Linked DNA regions of Sorghum bicolor: region 2 is linked to region 1. Evidence: chromatin contacts called from public HiCAR-type data. All regions are on one chromosome and are shown on one strand. Each heading gives the region's core, a stretch centred on a gene start, on an enhancer-like site or on the middle of the called end of the contact. The rest is flanking DNA. Distances are from core to core; before and after follow the strand shown. Region 1 holds the start of LOC8062216 (U3 snoRNP-associated protein-like YAOH). Region 2 holds the start of LOC8062218 (kxDL motif-containing protein 1).

Region 1 (3,630 bases), core at 726-3,225:
CTTCTGTTCTCCTCACGACGTGGCCACGGCATCCCCACTGCCACATTAGTAACTCTCAAAGTCCACCGCCCACTGCTGGCTGGCGGCACCCCGCCTCACCAGTCCACCTGCCTCCCACAAGTTTCTGCTTCTTTCTAAGCCAAAATCACCCAGTAGCCTGAAAAGTGAAAACCCAAAAACCTAACCCCTACCAGCCACCACTCGACATTGCTGTGCCATCACCTGAAATATCACAGATCTCGGCGCCTGATGTATAGGAGTTGTATAAATAAATGCAGAAGTGACACTTAATGTTCGTTTGGTAGGGCTCCAGATTTGAAACGTTTCAGATCCAGATTCTCTCCAGAAACGTTTCAAAAGATGAATCAGAATCACTTTGTGAAACTGTTTGGCTGTTAGACTGGATTCCGGTCCACATAAAAAATTGTTTTTTGCATTAGAAAAATATATAAATGAAAATATGCTTCAAAAAATGTTAGAACTTTCTGTGGGAGTAGGAAAACTTTAATACAACTTGTTTTATTTTTTTTCACTTCAAATAATTAATTTCAAAATACAAGCATTAAGTGCAGAGGAGAGGCTGGGAATCGGAATCGTGCGAAACTGGGTTCTACCTATTCTTTTCTCATCGAGTTCTAGAGGAATGCAATAATAAAGAAAGATCTTGATTCTATCTTTCCTCCCTGCTTAGGAAAGTTCGAGTTGCTGGGCCTCAGAGCAAGGAATGCTGGAGGAATCGAATTCGAACAGCCGCCAGGGGGTGTTTAGTTCCCCTTTTTCCCCAAAAAAAACTTGGGTTTCGGTCCATTATTTTGCATAATGGAACTAAACACCATGCAAATTTTTTGGCAAAAAGGTAGTCATTCTCCATTTCGGATTTTGGCCTCAAGAGGCCAAAAAAACCCCAAAAAGAGCCTCAAGATGCTCTTATGAGGGCAATAAATTCTGCATTTTGGATGGAACTCTAAACATGACCCTGAAAATTTTGGCATTTTGCATTTCATCACTCCAAAGTAGTTGGCATTTTGCATTTTGTATTCTATGGGGAACTAAACACCCCCTTAATTAATCCCTGGGCCAACAAATGGTGTTCCTATTCTAAGCACTGATTTGCAGCCCCCTCTCCCAACCCCAAGACAGGGTTGTAATGTAATTTGCTTCAAGGGGAATTAACCAGTAGCTAAAGAGCACTCTCCACTCCAATCACTACCCTAAACCAAAAGAGGTTCTGTTCCTTCATTTGTGAAATTACGAACTGGGGTCACATGCAAACCCCAAATGAGTTACTCAATGGTAGTGGAGCGGGTAAATACAGTAAACTCCCACATAAACAGATACGTAGTACAACTGACAAACTACCATTCTGGAGATAACTCGAGGGGAATTTGTTTCTGACCTCGCGGCAATCTCCCTCCGCTTCCTGCCGCTCTCCTCGAGCTGCTTCCTCTGCAGGATCTCCGCCACCCGTCTCCCTCCCGACTCGTCCTCGTCCTCGTCGTCATCCTCCTGCCCCCTCTTAGCGACCTCAGTGACCTTCTGCAGCCACTCCTTCGCCATACGCATCTTCTTCTCCCCCACCGTCTCCTCGTCCTCCTCCTCGCCGCCCCCGTCCCCATCCTCATCAAATCCGCCACCAACCGCAGCCACGCCGCCGTCGTCGTCGCTGTCCTCGCTCTCGATGTCCTCGTCACGGCCCCCGCGGCGGCGCTTGGGCTCGGACTCGAAGAAGGGGTCGTCGTCCCCTCCGCCGCCGCCACGTCGGGAGCCCGGGCGGGGCTTGGGGCGCGAGGCCCGCTTGCGGGGGCGCGGCGCCATGGTGTCTGGTGGGGAAAGCGAGCGCTCACGCTTGCGCTAGGATTTCGGTGGAAGGCAACGCGGTGTTTCGCCGCCGCCGCCGCCGCCGGGGGGTGAGCACGAGAGTTTGGGGGAAGCGAGTCAAGCGACGGGCGGCGGAAAGGCGAGGGTTTAAGACAGGAGTGGAGTTGCGGACGAGGGCTTAACCGGTCGGCGGCGGCTAACCTGAATTTTGGGCCGGATGGGGTTGAATAGAGTCTGGGCCGAGCTTCTCCCGGAATGTAAATTGGGTCGATTTGCTCCTATATTTTTCTACATTTGTTGGGCCCTCTTACTGTGACTGAAAACGGGGGCACACTCGACGGCCGACCGTAAGTTTAGGATAGCAACGAATGAGGAATTGAGGAATGAGGATAGATGATGATCCAAAAATTCTCATTCACACGACAATAGTTGACCAAACAAGATAATTCAGATGGGTGAAATAATCCCGATTGATCAACCAAAGGCAAGCAAGCAGCATCGATAGAGGGATCAGCTTACAATTAGATGCAATCCAAACCCTAATAAGATTCTTCCACAGCTACTCCAGTAACTATGAACGGTTTGGCATTATGAAAGATATACTCCCTCTATTCTGTAATATAGTACATCTTAGGGTTTCTAAGACAAATTAAGAAAAAACGTAAAGATGTATGTATTTTTATTTTATTTCCTGATCAAGCATTATCTCTAACGTGATTGATGGTGATTAGTCGATAAACAAAAAGTATTTAATGTAAAATTGGTTTTTGTTCTCGGGAATGTATTATGTTTGAGGATATATTATATTACTAGACGGAGGGAGTACATGTGTACTTGCGGGGGGGCTCAGAGCCTGCAGATGATAGATCTTTCGGCATATTGCCAAATGGCAAATAATTTGATGAATTGGTGATACAAAAATTCATATATAAAACAGCTAAATGCGAATATTCAAATATGTCGATCAAATCCCTTTTTTGTGTTGTATACCAAAGTGTGAATGATGAACTTATCTGGGCTGTACAAATGAAAGAAGAATCAACATACTACAAAAGAGGTTAGCCAATTCATAAGTCATGACTAAAAGATGGAGGTCAGGTGGGATACGGTACAAATGAAGCTCAACTTCACTTGCAAAAAGCAGCTTCCACGTAGCTACACAGAAAGGCAACTTATTATTGTTGAAAATGAATGCATTAGGCTTAACGGTTAACCACACCTTGAGCACACTCTACGTCTCAACAACGGCGGCTGGTCACCAGGAGACGAAAAAAAAATACATTGTCCAATATACATTGTACGGACCTAGTAACTCAACACGAATAAGTCTGAAGATTTGTACAAACTTATGTTCGCCTGTCAGCGACTAACAACCATAGTGTAGCACTTTATATTCACGATTACATCTCCCTTCATTACACGCCGTTATGGACGGCGCCTCGTGCCGGCTTGTCGTCGCCGTTCTCCACCTTGGCGATGGCAGACTCGGCGGCGAGCGCCTTGGCCGTGTCGTAGGACGCGTGCAGGCCGACGAAGAGGTAGTAAACCAGCAGCGCGGCCGTCCAGTACCCGAAGCGCATGAACGACTTGGAGTCGATGGAGCCCAGGAGGAAGACGTTGATGGCGATGGACGCCGACGGCAGCCACGGCACCAGCGGCACGCCCCACAGCTTGGGCGCCCTGGCCTGCGGCACGAACGCCCACAGGCACACCGTGGACACGAACCACGCGGTCACCGTCACCGCGTACGGCACCCACCCGTTGATGTCGACGCCCCAGCACGTCGCCGTCGCCGTCGACGTGGCGAGGATG
Region 2 (3,630 bases), core at 482-2,981, 47 kb before region 1:
ATTTGCAGGTATTGACTACTAACAAACGGTACTCTGCTCAGTGAATCATTGGAAAAATTCAAGTTTTCTTAAGATAAAATCCTAAAAAGTATATCAAGTGATAACATGAACTTGTAGATCAAATTGCTCTCTTAATTATTAGATAGGATTCCCAGAATTTCTAAACAGATTCTGACAACCTGATATCAACAAAACCTTTCACAGAATGCACATCTAGTTTGGAAGTCAAGTTCCATCCATAATTAAGTTGGATTCTGATATGCCAGCACAAGACAAGGCATACCTTCTTAAGTCATCATTAGTCGTTAATAGCACACATAGCTTTTCCTCTGTAAGCTTTTGTCAGTTAAAGCAAATACTAGTTTGGGATTTGATAGGATCATCTTACTTCTAGTTCTAGTAAAGATAGTCATACAAGTGAAGGGCTTTAACATACATGTCTAAACAATAATACAGTTTAGAACATCTTGTAATTAATACAATAAGAAGGAAAACTAAACTAATGCAACCTTAACTAAATGTAATACCATAAAAGTTTAGGATCATAACCCTAGGCAGGTTCCTTTTTCTTTGAAACATGATCATGGAATTCATCATGCTATCATATTTGGCAAATACATATGTCACATGTAAATATTAAAATCTGTTCTTATTATGTCTGTAACTGTAATGCAAATTTTGAAATATTTAACTGAACTTCTAATTGAGTGCATTTGTTCACACCAATTTCAATTAAACAAAATTTTCTAAATAATACAATTCCATTTTCATATGATTTAACCACTGGAAGGTGCCATGTATGAACTATAATACTGTTTAGAACATCTTGTAATATTAGTAGAAACAGGGCAAGCTAAACTAATGCAAGCTTCACTAACTACAGATACTATAAAAGTTTAAATTGTCAAATATGCCTTTTACATGACTAAGAATATGCATGAACCCAAAATAGCAACAGGTGTCCGTTCAATGGCAGAGAAGTTTCAATTCCTTTGATCAAATGCAGAAATGGAAAACCAGGTTTAAGCGCCACAATGACCATTTGTTTAACTGTGAACTCTATACATGGATCCATGTGAAATTTTAGTAAGCACCTAGGAAATATTTTTCAGAGAAACAAAAGGCGAAGAGTAATAAGGGCAGCACATGTCAGGACACTCTTTAGATGATGAATCATCATCAGGCATGGAAGCAATCGAGCAACAAATTACTAATTTACTATAGGTGGTTGATTGGTGACTTCTTCATAGACTCAGTGGCAATTGTAAGCAAGGAGGCAACAACTGCAATGGCAAATAGCCAATTATATCGCACTGAACCTAGGCCCAGAACCGTCTAAAAATCTGTCGAGGGGAATACCCAAAAATATCTCAATTAGCACGCTAGGCACACAGCAACTGAAAGCCACAGCAGTAGTACTGATGAATCAGAACATCTGAACCATTCAGGGCTCGACGGAATCGGGGATGGAAGGAGGGGGAGTGGGCGAGCTCACATGAGGTGCTGCGTCTGCCTGATGGAGGCGATGTCATCGGGGTCGACGAGCGACCTGAACCGCTCGGCCACCTCCTCCGCGGCTGCCGAAGGGGCAGGCTCCGGTAGCGGCTTCTCCATGGCTTCACCGCCTCCGCCGTCCCTGTTGCTCCCAACGCGGCACCGCGGCTGTGGATTCCCCCTCCGGCCTCCGCTCCGGGGTCCGGGTCGAAGCGCTGCGACCTGCGAGCGATTGGGCCAAAACAGATCGAAAATTTTCCGGGTGGGAGGGATTGGGGAGCCCGAGCGTCAGTTGGACACTCGGACTGGACCCTCGTGGTGCCGCTTCACTTGGGCCAAAACGGATTTCTGTTGCTGGATGGGACTGTGAGTTCAGTCCGTCTGGCAACCAGCCTCTGGGCTTATAAAGTGGCCCATCGTAAACATTGATCGGCCCATGGAAATAAATAGGCTGCTTCCATTTGTGTGTGTGTGTGTGTGAATTACAGTACGGAATACAACTAGGCAGCTAGTCTTAATATGATTTCATCAGAGTTTTATGGGCATTAAATATGCTGACGTAATACCGTATTAATAAAGTGAGAGATAATAAAAGTTTCATGGGAGTCATCCCCATAAACTTTTCTGCACTGTTTCCAAAATTAGATGTGTTGAAAACTAAGACATGAAACTCTATGTTGAGACATCGTCGCCATAGGTGTGTTTCTATGGATGGACACGTCTGTTATAACTAAAACAATAACATAGTTAAATCATGTATGATAAATTGAGAAAAATACAAACGCACACGTCGACAGACAAATCACTACTACTGAAAATAGCGTCATTAAATTCTAAAATAGATCTAGAAAAACATAAGCAACTGTATCATAGTCCAGAAAATAAATTCAAGTAGACAGCTTTCACCATAAGGAATCTAACTATGTGTTTACAGGCTCCATCAAATTCACTACCATAAGAAAACAGGATACTGTTAAAACTGATTAAGCATAACATGATGAAGCGAAAGTACATTAGCATCAATGCCACGATTCCGTTGGAATCAATGAATGTGATATGGATTTAGACAAATATTTATCCAGATTGACATTCCCTTCATTCCAAAATTATAAAATGTTTTTATTTTTCTAGACACATAACTATACACACTTAGATACACACTATGTCTAGACATAGTAAAAGCAATATAACTAAAAAAATCAAAACGCTTTATAATTTGGAAAGAACAATGGACACTCTTTTTAGGACATAGGAGCATCTCCTGGAGTACTCCATATCCCTTCCTCATCCATATTTTTTGGAAAAAAGGAGAAAAACTCATCTCCCAAAGTACCTCATATCCCCTTTCCATCTATTGGCAATTGGCAAATAGACCGGTATCGTGCGTAAAATTGTGCGCAACCTTTGTCACGCGTATTGCTCTTCCCCACACCGTCTTCTGAAGGTGGAAGGGTGTGAGAAAGAATAGAGAGTAGAAAAGATTTCCGGATGCAAATTTAAGAGAGAGAGAGTAAAAGTGATTATGATATTAGAAATAATATAGGATTCCTGATGTAAAATTGTCTTATTTTTAAACTCTTGGATATGACCTTTTTTTTTTCTTACAATACCTTTTTATGAGTTATAAAACTACATGATTTGGGGAGAAAAAAAATGAGGTAATCTTGGAGATGCTCTACGGTACGCGCATAAGATATATGGGACTGAATGTGGTCTTATCATAGCATACTATAGAGACGTACCCCATGGTGACACAGAATATATGTGGATTTTCTTTTAAAAACACAAAATATATGTGTTTTTCCTTGACAGGCAAAAGGAAAAGTATCTCATCACGAGAAGAAGAATAAATCTATTGACATGAAAATGAATATCAAGTATCACTATTGGTAGCTGCACTCAAATGACACCCGCTTGTACTCCAAACGGTTAATTCCAGCCAAACCAAAGCATGTCAAGAGTACTCCTAGCAGCAGCTGCGTGCCGGCGTGGTCGCCGGCACGCTGCACGCACAGCCGGCGGCACAGGGACATATCAAATCGCACATTCACGGGCGGCCGCGCTGGTCACATCACATCGCAGGTCAAACTGCAAAGCCTTGAACCGTGGCAGCACGCACCCCTTGCGACCGCGGCA

The links. HiCAR-type assays count read pairs that join an accessible place to other places.
Region 2: a contact with region 1 is called in a HiCAR-type map of leaf, with 2.3 times the contacts expected there. The contact joins the promoter of LOC8062218 here to the promoter of LOC8062216 in region 1. A contact is called at or near these places in 1 of 4 Hi-C or Micro-C datasets (leaf) and 1 of 1 datasets of contacts at active chromatin or transcription factors (leaf).

What each region holds. Positions count from the first base shown.
Region 1 is chr1:12,712,480-12,716,109 of Sorghum_bicolor_NCBIv3, reverse strand. LOC8062216 (U3 snoRNP-associated protein-like YAOH) reads right to left here and starts at 1,975. Exons shown (of 7, transcript XM_002464134.2): 1 at 1,397-1,975. The coding sequence starts at 1,815. LOC8062215 (cationic amino acid transporter 1) reads right to left here. Exons shown (of 2, transcript XM_002464133.2): 2 at 3,003-3,630. The coding sequence ends at 3,234.
Region 2 is chr1:12,758,743-12,762,372 of Sorghum_bicolor_NCBIv3, reverse strand. LOC8062218 (kxDL motif-containing protein 1) reads right to left here and starts at 1,731. Exons shown (of 3, transcript XM_002464136.2): 1 at 1,496-1,731. The coding sequence starts at 1,614.